Linked DNA regions of Mus musculus: regions 1 and 2 are each linked to region 3. A link is a contact called in public Hi-C and Micro-C data. All regions are on one chromosome and are shown on one strand. The core of a region is the stretch at or near the end of the contact, and the rest is flanking DNA. Distances in the headings are between cores, read along the strand shown. Region 1 has its middle 58 kb from the start of Gm25633. Region 2 has its middle 98 kb from the start of Gm25633. Region 3 has its middle 9.5 kb from the start of Gm25633.

The links. A called contact is a pair of places that touch in the nucleus more often than the background predicts.
Region 1: a Micro-C map of muscle stem cells shows a contact between it and region 3, with 2.8 times the contacts expected there. The contact joins two enhancer-like sites. A contact is called at or near these places in 4 of 39 promoter capture datasets (the 3T3-L1 cell line, frontonasal cranial neural crest and hippocampal neurons), 8 of 484 Hi-C or Micro-C datasets (the Patski cell line, cortical glia, frontal cortex and 5 more), 1 of 115 datasets of contacts at active chromatin or transcription factors (embryonic stem cells) and 1 of 9 other capture datasets (pancreatic islet).
Region 2: a Hi-C map of myocytes shows a contact between it and region 3, with 4 times the contacts expected there. The contact joins two enhancer-like sites. A contact is called at or near these places in 9 of 39 promoter capture datasets (the 3T3-L1 cell line, embryonic stem cells, frontonasal cranial neural crest and 2 more), 27 of 484 Hi-C or Micro-C datasets (the AML12 cell line, the C2C12 cell line, the HL-1 cell line and 14 more), 3 of 115 datasets of contacts at active chromatin or transcription factors (embryonic fibroblasts, embryonic stem cells and stem cell-derived stembryo) and 1 of 9 other capture datasets (pancreatic islet).

What each region holds. Positions count from the first base shown.
Region 1 is chr9:49,882,081-49,886,409 of GRCm38.p6, forward strand. No RefSeq gene overlaps it. Among named protein-coding and RNA genes, the nearest start is that of Gm25633, 58 kb to the left of the region's middle. Within about 2 kb of position 2,856, at least 20 of the 459 cell types and tissues checked have an H3K27ac peak or open chromatin away from gene starts, as enhancers often do. A contact at or near this core is called in muscle stem cells and myocytes, where this site is marked.
Region 2 is chr9:49,921,636-49,925,448 of GRCm38.p6, forward strand. No RefSeq gene overlaps it. Among named protein-coding and RNA genes, the nearest start is that of Gm25633, 98 kb to the left of the region's middle. Within about 2 kb of position 2,521, at least 73 of the 459 cell types and tissues checked have an H3K27ac peak or open chromatin away from gene starts, as enhancers often do. A contact at or near this core is called in the C2C12 cell line, the NIH/3T3 cell line, adipose-derived mesenchymal stem cells and 3 more, where this site is marked.
Region 3 is chr9:49,814,609-49,818,363 of GRCm38.p6, forward strand. No RefSeq gene overlaps it. Among named protein-coding and RNA genes, the nearest start is that of Gm25633, 9.5 kb to the right of the region's middle. Within about 2 kb of position 1,828, at least 40 of the 459 cell types and tissues checked have an H3K27ac peak or open chromatin away from gene starts, as enhancers often do. A contact at or near this core is called in the C2C12 cell line, the NIH/3T3 cell line, adipose-derived mesenchymal stem cells and 3 more, where this site is marked.

The sequences.
Region 1 (4,329 bases), core at 1,606-4,105, 68 kb after region 3:
ATCAATAACAACCTGTTCCATTTCACTTCACTGTTTAAAATGGACCCACAAGTCTAGGGACTGAGTTAACTGTACTAACACCACATTTGTCTGGGCATCATTAGAATTTATAAAAACAAAACAAAACAAAACAAAAATAACAACTCCCCCCAAAAACAAAAACAAAACAAAACAAAAAATTCCTGAACTTGACAACTGATGCTTATCTTTTCAGGAGCCAAAATAACTTCTTTTAAAAATTTATCATTTTTAGCAGACATTTTTCAAAAGCACGTTATGCATTTGCCTTCTCCTTTTACTAGAGACTCCCAGTTGTCCTCTGGTGGGATGTAAACTGACTGCCTCAGTTACCTAAGATCAGCTTTCACTCCCCTGGCTGTCCAATGTCCATCTTTGATGGCTGGCCTCTTTGACTGTTTCTGCATGTTCTGCTGTAGGTAGTGCAGAGCCTAGAAACCCATTTTCTGAGCTGGTATATCCAGATGCATCACTGGGACCTTCTACGGGGCCCTGAAAGGCCAGGTGCTAGGTACAACAGAGGTAGAATGTTGTGATGGCTGGATTGGAGTGGTCAAATGCTTTGGAGATTATTGGAGTGTGTGGTTTGTTTTTATTGGACTGATGGAAAAACTATGGAAATTTCTAGTTAGGGGCATTCACTGTATGTTAAATCTCCAGTCCTTTCTGACAGGCAGAATGTCACAGAGCAAAAGACAGGAAATGAGTGAATTTGTTCCACCAGACTCTGTTAGGCCTGCTCACATACTGCATTTACATCTCATTCTATGATCTAGAGATGCAGAGACACCTATGTTATTGAGATCTAAAGGGAAGATCAACAGTGGTGGTAATGGATTTCAGAATAAGAGTCCAACTCAAGTCTCCCTGGCATTAAAGCCTATTGCCATTTTGTTCAATATGCTTTCCTAAAAATTAAGATTCTCTTTAGTAATGAATAAGATGTTATATGAAGCTTTAACATAAATATTTTAGCAGCAGGGATGCTCTTGTTAAAGAACTAAGCTTCTGTAGGCCTGAAGGTTCTATTGGAACCCCAGAGCTTCAAGGAATCCACATTGAGAAGCATCGTATCCAGTCCTTTCTGTTTCTTCAGATAGGTACCAAGGTAGCACCTGTGATGTGGGAGTTTGCATCTAGGCTAATCATGTGAAGAAAGTGATGGCCTAGATGGTCGTACCCCAGAAGGTGCATAAAGCAGGCATGAAGCTCAGCTTAAGCCTATGTCCTCTATGGTCTCTCTCTTACTCAAGAGAGAAACTGGGTATTATGGGCCTGCATCCTTGGGACCCAGGCTTTTCCTAGTTGATAACTGTCTCTCTTCTCCTTGGCACAAATTGGCTCTGTCAGTCTGGGAAGCAATCAATTTTCAGTAGAACATCCAGCATCCATAATCTGTAAGACATATTTGAGGACTCCTGCCTGAGTCTCATTGGCCAAATGACCCAGGAGGTCTAGAGGGGCAGCACCACTGACTTCTTGCCCAGACCTAGATATATACAACCAGTTGCTGACCCAGATGGGGTAAACAATCAGTTGCTAACCTCCATACTCAGATCCCAGCACACAATCAGTTGTAGCTGCAGGTGGGCTGATTCGAAGATCTGGTTAGTGAAGGATGGGTTTAAGAGTTTATAGTCTGGAGTCAAGAAAAGTGGGTTATAATAATTCTGCCTCTAGAGAAATTAAGTTAAAATGTCCTTTCATATTCCTAAGCCTGAAAGCTCTAAGCTGCAAACATGGGGACTCAACAGGATCTTACAACAGGGTGATACAGGTCTAAAATAGAGCAGTGCCTATCTGGGACCTGACACATTGTAAGAACTTCACATTGGTTGGTCACTGTTGCTAAGGTTGTTGTTCCTATCATTACCTAACCAGGCAGGATTAGGAGTCAGAAATAAGCCAGAGTAATAATTAAAGAGCAGAAAGCTACATAGGACCCAGTTATAATATTTAAATTAATTTAACAATAATTAGTGTAATTATTCAAATTTTATTAGGGAATGCCACGCTGGGGCTTACTCTCCCAGTGGAGATACCAAGTAGCTGGACATTTTGTACTTGGACACAAGGAAAAGCTAAGTAGACCTCTCTGTAGACAGAGGTGAGCCATGGCGACAGATAAATCTCATTAAGATAGAGGAAGAGGGGGAGGAATTAAAGAAAGGGTTCAAAGAGGACTCTCCTCTCTTAGCCAAGAGGAGACACCTGTAAAAAAGAAGCTAAGAAGAAATAACCAACATGGGAGAAGGAAAGTCTAGGGTTCTCAAGGCCAGGGAGAGAGGAGTCAAGAATGAGGGGTGGGCTCGTGTTGAATGCTTTGTTGGCCGAGCATCTGACACTGAGGTTGTTGGACCTACATGGGACCAGCTTTATGCGGGGAACAGGCACTGAAGCCTGATTTGGGCTGGTGGATATAGAGAAGATGAGGAGGAGTCGATGTCCATTATTAGCACTGAGCATGCTTTTCCGGTGGTTTTTTTTTTTTTTTTTAATGAGACCTCTCTATGGGGATTAGAATAATTGTGCGTTCTGATGATAAACACAATGCTAGGAAGGGAAAAAGAGGGCCCTCCTCAGAGGGTGCACTGGGAGTACATCTGGGAGTGGATTTCATTACGTGGGAAGATAGGACTTAAAAGTCTGCGGAAGTGGCTTTCCCTGTAATGCCTGATGCAGCTAGTATCAAGGTAATGGAGCACTGGACACAACTTTCTCTGCCATGTACTGTGCTGCACAATCATTGTCTCACGTCACACAGGGACTGTCCAGACCCCTGGGACACTTGCCTGCCCAGGCAAGCTTGGGGCGACGCCCAGTCTGGTCTTACTGCCAAGTGCCATGGGACAGGTGGCCTGGGATGAATCAGACAGCTAATTAGTACTCTGTCCCCGCCTAAAAGGAGCCAGAGACGTATAAATTGCTCCCAAGAGGGAAGAAAAGAGGCAGAGAAAAAGGGAGGTAGGGAAATCAACAGAGGTTACATCAGAAAACAACATCATCCAAACAGCCTCACATCCCAAGCCGGCGTGTCTTCCCCAGCACAGTTGCAGAGGTGGCTGGCACCCCAAGGGCCCTGAGATAAGGCACCTTGACATCTGTGCCTCATTATTAGAGTGAAGTGCCACCTCCCTGCCCAAGTGTGGCTGGAGATTACTGTCTCATATCTCCACTGTTTCTGGTCACATAACTCTGAAAATTTATTATAGAAGGTTCAACACTCCACTTGCTCCTCAGCAAACCCATGTTTTCCCCCTAGTAAGAATCCCACCAAAGCAGTAGCCAATTCAGTATCAGCCTCAAGGAGGAAGAGAACAGTGGAAAGCAATGTCTCAGAGCATTGGTAAGGAAAAGGCTACCCAGTTGTGGTTTAATCATGGATCAGACACTAATGTCTTGCCTGCCTCTGAGGGGATCAATCAATTTCCTTTTGAGGGACTTGGGAACATGAAAGGTCCAACTACCTACATTTCTGACATTGAAGAATCCACGACTCCTAAAACATAACTTTTATGTTCCTGTCCTTGCATCCTAACTTTTGAGTATAGCATTGCTGCTGATCTCGGTTCTGTGTGGGCCGACATAGTGAGAGAGAAACTGGAGGTGGGAAGAAGAGTGAAGTAATTATTCATTTGAGAGGCAGGGAAGGAAGTCTTAAGTCTGTAATTAAAGATGACTGCCCACATGAGCACGTCCAGTGCCCAGATCTTGGCTTTCAGTGTAATTCTCTAATAAAAATACTCAGTGGTCCCTGGAGAAATAGCTCATTCGAGGATTGAGGTATGATGAGTACTAGAAAAGCTGACAGCATCGTAAGGTGTCCGAAAATATGGGGCGTGCACACACACACAAACAAACAGACACACCGGTGAGGGTATGATGTCACAGGGCTGTAACTGAGCAAAGTTGGGAGATTTGGGAGAAGTAAAGAAATATTTTATCAACAACCAAGGTATGAGGTAAATATTCATGAGTCTCTGTTGGCATAAGTAAAATGATTGAATGAATATGTACATACATTTCCTTGAATGGAGAAGAGGCAGGGCTCTTGTGCATAAGACTATCTAGACATTTATGGGAATATGTTGCCTTCAATAGTATATCTTTCTACTCTGTGATTGTGGGCTTCAGATGGTAAATGCCTCTAAAAAAGTATAGAATGAAAAGAAGAACTAAAAAGTGACTTTACAGGCTAGAACTTGGTAAAAGCCTACCTCACATGGGTGACCAACATCAACATTAGCCATGTCATTCACGTTGACATCGTGCAGTCTTGATATGAAATGATGGCAAGGGCACATTACCTCT
Region 2 (3,813 bases), core at 1,271-3,770, 110 kb after region 3:
CTATTCTCAACTTGCTCTGCACACTCATTATTCTCTAACAATTATTTTGACAATAGCTTTAGTTCACAAAGAACTTCTCTAACATCTGAAGAGATACCTCTGTGGTAAGCAGTATATCGCATCTTCCCCCATCAAGTCCAGGCCAGCTTCGAGTTTATGTTCCAGGAATGGTCTCTAAAGCTAAGGCTTACCCACTGCTTGAGGGTAGGTATAAAGCTCTCTCTGTGACAGCAGATTTCCACCTTTAGCTATCATCTCTTCCCATACAAATAGCCAATTGCCATCACCAAAATTTTATTAGGGATTGCTCACATTATTCCTAGGCTGGAGATACTTACTTAGATCTAAAGAGGTGGGGTTTCCTAAGTCCTATCATTGTAGGATAACATAAGGATCATTACAGAACAGAATATTCTAGAAATACATGGCTACAGCTAGACAGAGAACCACAGTGAAATGAATAGTCACACATGTTTATTTTATTTTATTTTATTTTTGTGGACAGTCTCTGGGCTACTAACAGGCCATAGCCAGTCAAGTTCCAGGAAACTGATGCCTGAGTGGCTTGACAGAGGAGACTCCTTCAGGCTGAGCTTCTCTGTATTTAGAGGTCAACCTTCCCTGCCTGCCCCACCCCCACAGCTTCCAATTCGGGGGAGGCTGGGAGAGGGACATGGAGGAGGATGTTCAAGGGTTGTGAGAGGCTGGAATGGTAGGGATGGAATGTCTGCAGCTGAGAACTATAAATCTGTAAGCTTTCAAGAGGACAAAGCTTTGTGCAGAAGGGCCAGTGGGGTGCTGGAGGAGGCTCAGGGCATTCCCTCCTAGAGGGAAGGAGCTGGGGGCAGGGAAAGAGAGAGCTTTGCACACAGCAGAGACTGTCTGAGTGGAGAGGAGTAATCGCAGGTTCTATGAGATCCTGGGATTTGGATTTCTCCACTCCTTTTCAAATCCGATTTCCCTACCCACTTTCTCACCAACAGAGCACCCACATGGGTCAAGGTCAATGGACACTGTGAGGAAGGAGGTGGCATTGCTGTACAAAGTGAGGGGAAGACAGGACAAGAGGCAAGGCCTCTCCATGATAGCTAACTAAGTCTCAGGGAGAAATCACACATGGAAATTCCAGACCCACAGGAACCAGGCAGGTCAGTCTCCTATGGGTTTCATGGGCTAAGGTTCCGGCTTGGGTTAAGTCCCTGCTGTGCCCGAAGAGACCAGAGGGATGTCTTGTCTCTGGGCCTTCTGCAGCCTGCCAGTCCTCGCTCTGGGTGATTTGATTTGTGCTGTGAAGAGTACAAATGCCCCCTGGGATCAGAGTGGTTGATTCTGGACTCCTTCCACTGGGTCATTTTACTGACTGGCTATTCATCTGGGTTCAGTGAGAGAAGGGAGGACAGAGGAAGAAGGCTTGACTGCCATTAACTCCTTCATTGCTGGCCAGTCCTCTGCCTGCTCATTAGAAGAGCTCACTTCCAGTCCTTTGGAGGTGCATCCCACCCACCCTGCCTTGACTCTGGCACCTGTGGAGGAGGTAGGTCCCAGTTGCTTTGCCATGGTCTACTAGCGTGGTCTCAAGCGTCCAAGCAATGGCCTTCATCAGCTTCTCCGCTGCCTTGCATTCGTCTGACACTGAATAGGCAGGTTATAAAAAAGACAAATGGTCTGTGGAGAAAAATCTCTCTATGCCAGGAGAAGAAGTAGACAGAAACAAATAGAAGGAGCTTCCTTCTAGCACTGTGGCACTTCCTTTCCATTCCAGGGACCAAATAGCCTGCTTTAAACCAGAGCATCTTCCCAAGATGCAGGTGGATCAAAGGAAACTGTAGGGGGAGCTTCCAGCCAAGCCAGGGGACATATGCTATTATACTTGGGGATGGGGTCAGGTATGGGCAATGCCTCTAATGCTGCCCAAGGACATTGACTCTCAGGCATGGGAAAAAGATGATAGGAAGTGTCCCTGTGCCTCTAACTTGGCCTCAAGGACCCTGTAGCCCTCTACCATGTGAGGCCTCCAGGAGCCAAGCCACCTGCTTTCATAGATGACAGCTCACAGAGAAATAACTTGTTCCTATGGGAAGTGGTGATCAATGGCTCAAATTAAATCCCAGAAAAGCTTTTCTTCTTGTCTGACACTTTATAGTTTCTCAGCTTATCTCTTCCCGGGATGGCTGTATAGGCCAGATGATAACGACCTGAACAGCCTAGAAAAACATGAGTTCACTGAGGATTTAAGGTGTGAATTAGCTCTTAGATGGGCTGAGAGTGGGGAATTCTACTTCATAACACCCAACCTTCCAGCAAAATCCTGTGTGGGCAACTCTTCAGTGTCTCCACCCAGCCCCTGGCCCTGTTTAATGCTTAAGCATCCTGGGTTAATAAGTGCTTTTCAGTCACCAAGCCTCATTGAAATGCCTTCAGCCTCTGAGTCACTCCATCTCTCCCATCTGCATTCCCCTTAACTGAATTATCTCTGCATGAGTAACAGAGGTCTGTCTGGGCCCTGGACTGTCTGCTCCCCAGATTTGATAGCAACAGATTCTTGAATAGTCCCACCCACCCCGGTCATGCCTCTCCCTCCACAACACAGTCCCAGAGTCCTCCAGAAGAGGTCCAGCGGTCTTTAATGATCCACCTACAGCCTGGCTGGGCTGAGAGCCAGGATCAGAGAGGCCAGCTCTGTTCTTGGCAGGAAATGAGGGGCCGCTATAGAAATGCCACCCAGGCTGGAAACAAGATCTATGGAATAGCGGCTCTGAGTGGGTGAAGTGCTGGAGAGCAAAGGGTAAACCATGGTGCCCTGGTCTGTGGCCCTTGCCCACAGAATCTGCAGAGATCTGCATTTCAAGGCACCAGACTGGGTAGATTCAGGCCAGGGAAACTTGTTCTTTGCCTGTCAATTTAAAACTTCGGTCACCTCTGGATCACCTTGAAAGGGCCCAGTGTTTAAAGACTGTCTCCCAGAATTTAATTCAAAAGTTGGAATCAGCAAGTTAAAGGTAGGATCTGAGAATCAGTCTTTAGAACAGGCCTTCCCAGTAAGGAGAGGACTTTAGGACATATGTCTAGTGATTCAGACAAGAAAGCTAATAGAGTCACTGTAACTCTTTCACATAGGCAAGTAGGATCGCTCTATATTTCCTAACCTTGAAAGTTAGATAACTCCATGGAGCTGCCTCTCCTCTATAAACCCATTCAAGTCATTAGAGACATTTTCTAACAGGCAGGCTATTAGATCCCAATACAGCTATGTGTAGCTATGTGTGAACCTTGAGTTCATATAACACACATTCTGTGTCAGGTTTTCTACTATCTCCTTTAACCTGAACAACAGTTTTTGAGGTGTGTTATATTATTAATCCAGCCAGCACAGGATGAAACCGAGGCCTAATGAGGTAAAAATAACTCCTGCTAAGGTCATAAAGATAAAGGATTAACCCAGGATTCAGGCTCAGCATAGCAACTGTTGGAAGTGGATTCCAAAGAAGAGGTGGAATTCTTGCCCCTTTTAATGAAACTGCAGGGTGAGTTTCCAGCCAAGCAAGGGAACATGAGCTATTATAGCCGGGGTCCTGGGGGTGGAAGTGGGGTGGTGGCGGGGGACAACCCACCCAATGTTACCCTTGGACACTGACTCTCAGGTGTGGGGAAAGGATGCAAGTATGTCTTTGACTTGGCCCTTTTTATTTCCGCACCCCATTCCTGGTACCAACTTCAGATTAGTTGCTTTTCTGTTTTTGTGATAAAACAGTAGGAAGTGTCCCTGGGTCTCAGACTTGGCCCTAGTACCTCAGGCCTGTGAATTAAACATGC
Region 3 (3,755 bases), core at 578-3,077:
CAAAATGATGCAACCACTTGGTAAAAGGGCCAATCACTTGGGTAAACATAGCCATGCCCTCTTCATCAATAACTGAGACTGGACTGTTTCCCAGGTCTGGTTTCTCCAAAATGCACAAAATGAAGAGGCTTGCTTGACTTCCAAAGGAAATGTCACCTGTTCAGCTGTTTACATGAGGCATGGGGTTGTCTGGCGGGAAATGGAATGCATTGTTTGAGCTCCCATCTATTTTAGTCATTCACATATCCCATTGCAATGCACGTATTTTAGTGTTATCTTACATTTCAGAAGGCTCAAAAGATGCATGTGTTATAAATAAACATGTGTGTTCTATATTCCAAATACAAACAAATACCAAAGACTTTTAATCTTTATTACATTTTATTAAGCTAAAATAATCAGGCTTTTTTTCCCCCTTAGATCTGAGCATGGCTTTTGGCCTTTGTGCAAGTGAATAATTGAAATGAATGCAAACACAATGTAATAGCAAGATGGTGTCCAAGAACTTCTCAGGACTGTGAGTGTGTATACGAAGTAGGTAGATAGATAGATAGATAGATAGATAGATAGATAGATAGATAGATAGATAGATAGATAATAGATAGAAAGATAAATAGTAGATAGATGATAAATGGTAGATAGATAATAGAAAGACAAATAGTAGATGATAGATGAATGATAGATGATAGATAGAAAGATAGATGATAGGTAGATAGATAGTAGATAGATAGATAATAGATAGAAAGATAAATAGTAGATAGATGATAAATGATAGATAGATAATAGATAGAAAGACAAATAGTAGATGATAAATGAATGATAGATGATAGAAAGATAGATGATAGATATATAGATAGTAGATAGATAGATAGATAGATAGTAGATAGAACTTTTTCTAGTTAAGTGTTTGCACTATTGGTAATTTATTAAATATTGTTCATTTTGGTTTTGTAAATTTATGTCTTCATATAGCTCAGGTATGCCTGCAATATCTTGCAATCCTGCAAGGTCTCGTGGGAGTTGAGATTCGTGGCGATGTTCTGCTGTTTGCTGCAGTTGAGTGTAGCCTATAGTGTTGAGCTGTGGATGAATTAACGGTCTGTGAAGAAAAACATCAGGTTCATTTACGATCACTTCTTTTTTAAGCTGAGGAGGAGGTTTGCACTGATCTTTTTTCATGTTTTTTCTTCTTCCTGTCACCCCTCCCACCTCAGAATGGAACAAGGACCCCGCACTGCCTGGGGTACTGGGTCTCAATACACTTTTCTGTGCTTCATTCTCTTCCCATCAAACTACCGCTAATTTCTCACTGTGTTCTGGCTTAGATTCTCCATTAAGGTCAAATTGTCCCCTCCTGCTCCTCCACACATGCCCTGCTCATTCATTCAGTTCCTGAAAAGGGCATTTATTGAATATTTGTTTTGTGGGCCAGGCTGGAAGGTAGAGCCTGAAGAGAAAATAGTGTGCAGTTTTTGTCTTCATGGAGCTTGGAGTCCAGGGTGTGAGGATGGAAAGACAGCCCATAATCAAATAATCACAGTAATGCACTGCATACCCAGGAGGGCCTAAGAAGGAAATCACTGTGCGTGTGTGTGTTTGGGGATGGAATGTGCATTGATGGAGAGGTCAAGGACAGAGTCTCAGAGGCCAGCTGGGCTGCTCATTGGGCATTTGCCAAGTGAACAAGTGGGGAGAGGGTATTTTGAGCAGAGGGAACATTCTGTACAAAGGAATGTTGTATCGGCTCATATTGCTAGTCTGTGGCTGCTAAACTCTGATTCATCCTCCTTTCAGACAAGCAACATAGTTCTTTAAGTCTAAGAGGAAACTTAGAGATGATTCAGCCCGTCCCCCTCACTTCACAGATGTGAAACCTGAGCTCTAATGTACTGAGCTATGATGGATCCAGCTTTGACCCATGGCCAATACCCCAGCAGGAATGTTCGAGCCATTCAACATATTGAGCACCAACCGGGGGGCGGGGGTAGATAGCATGAACGGTGCGCCAGCGAACTGCATCTAGACTGCTTTTCTTCCTGCGGGAATGTGTGTCTCTATGGACATAGCCAGAGATTAAAAGCAGTTCCGTGTCAGAGGATCTAAGTAGGTCTTGACACTCTGCCTGGTGACCTTGAAAAGGTTACCCTTGCTCACTGATCCTAAGTTTCCTGTTATGTGAGTCAGCATACTAATTGGACCTTCTTCATGGGTTTGTTATAAGGATTAAGTGTGATAACATTTGCAAGGCACGGGCACTCAATAAATCCCAGGGTTCGGTAATAAAGCTTTAATACGGTACAGGGAAGTTAAGAGATGGCGGAGCCCATAGTCAAATTAAAAAGAGTTGTATGACTAATTAATTAACATTTCAATTCCAAGGTCTTTACCTGATCAAAAATTAGCATATAATTCCTTGAGAATCCCAGTTCTTTCAACCCTGTGTCAGGCCAAATTTAAATGGAGAGTCTTTCCCCCCTAAGGTCCAGTAACCTCCCACACTCTAATGAATGCTAATTACTCTATTAGTATCATGCAATCTTTAAAACTGATAGGTCTGAATTGTGTCCTAGAAATCAAGTGTTCCAGAAGAAAAGGGAGCTTCCTGATCGTATGTGTTACACTCTCCAGCCATTTGTCTTGAGATTCGTGTCACTAGGATCTGTGGGAAACTGTGAGATCCCACTATCGTGGGACCCACTATGGTGTCCCACTATTTGAAGCAATGTGAAGGAAAAGATAGCTTCCATACTACTAAGAGGAACACGAATGAACAAAGAAGATGGGTGATAGCTGTGGTTTTAGGTAAAACAAAACAAAACAAAACAAAACAACAACCGCAACAAAAAACTTGAAAATATCATCCTTCAAGAGGGATGGGCTGTTCTCTAGGTAGCCAATGCTTCCCGGCATTGGTGGTTCCAGAAGATGTGAGATCCACTATCTTCATTCTGTAGATGAGACATTTGACACAGCTGGAAAGCAGACTGAGTCTGGTACTTCTTCTATACTATATACTATATACTATGTACTATGTACTATGTACTATGTACTATGTACTTTATACTATATACTATGTACTATGTACTTTATACCATATACTATGTACTATGAACTCTGTACTTTGTACTATATACTATATACTTTAAACTATACACTATATTATATACAATATATATATATTTATATTATACTAATCAGCCATCTAAATGTGCGTATTGGTCACCTACTATATATTCATTCTCAAGTCCCAGTGCTAGCTATCCAATAGTCAATAAAACCAAGATGTGTCTGTCTTAGATGTGACTGTGCTCTAGAGGACTGGCTGTCAAATCCTTCCCTGAGGTGAGTCAATATTGAAATCAGGGCAATAAAATTAGTCTTTCCCTTATGTGTGCTTCCAGGTCAGGAGAACATGAAGCTTCATTCATACAGAATGAATGTCACATTTCTCCTTATGAAAGTTAGGTAATAAATGTAGTTCTGAGTGCAATACATGGAATAAAAAAGAGCTGTGGATGCTGGGCAAGTATCCGCTGAAGCCACAGCTGTAATGCTCAAATCATCAAAACCCTTCAAGACAAAGTTACAGGGCATGACTTAGACATTTGCCTGGTTTTTATTGAATGTGCTCTGCAGGTCTAGCCCCCCCCCACCACCACCACCACCACCCCAACCTTTGACTCTGTGACTATCCCTGGTTTGAGTTTGGGTTTGAACAGCTGCCCAGCCCATCCACAGCAAATCAGTGTGGCGCT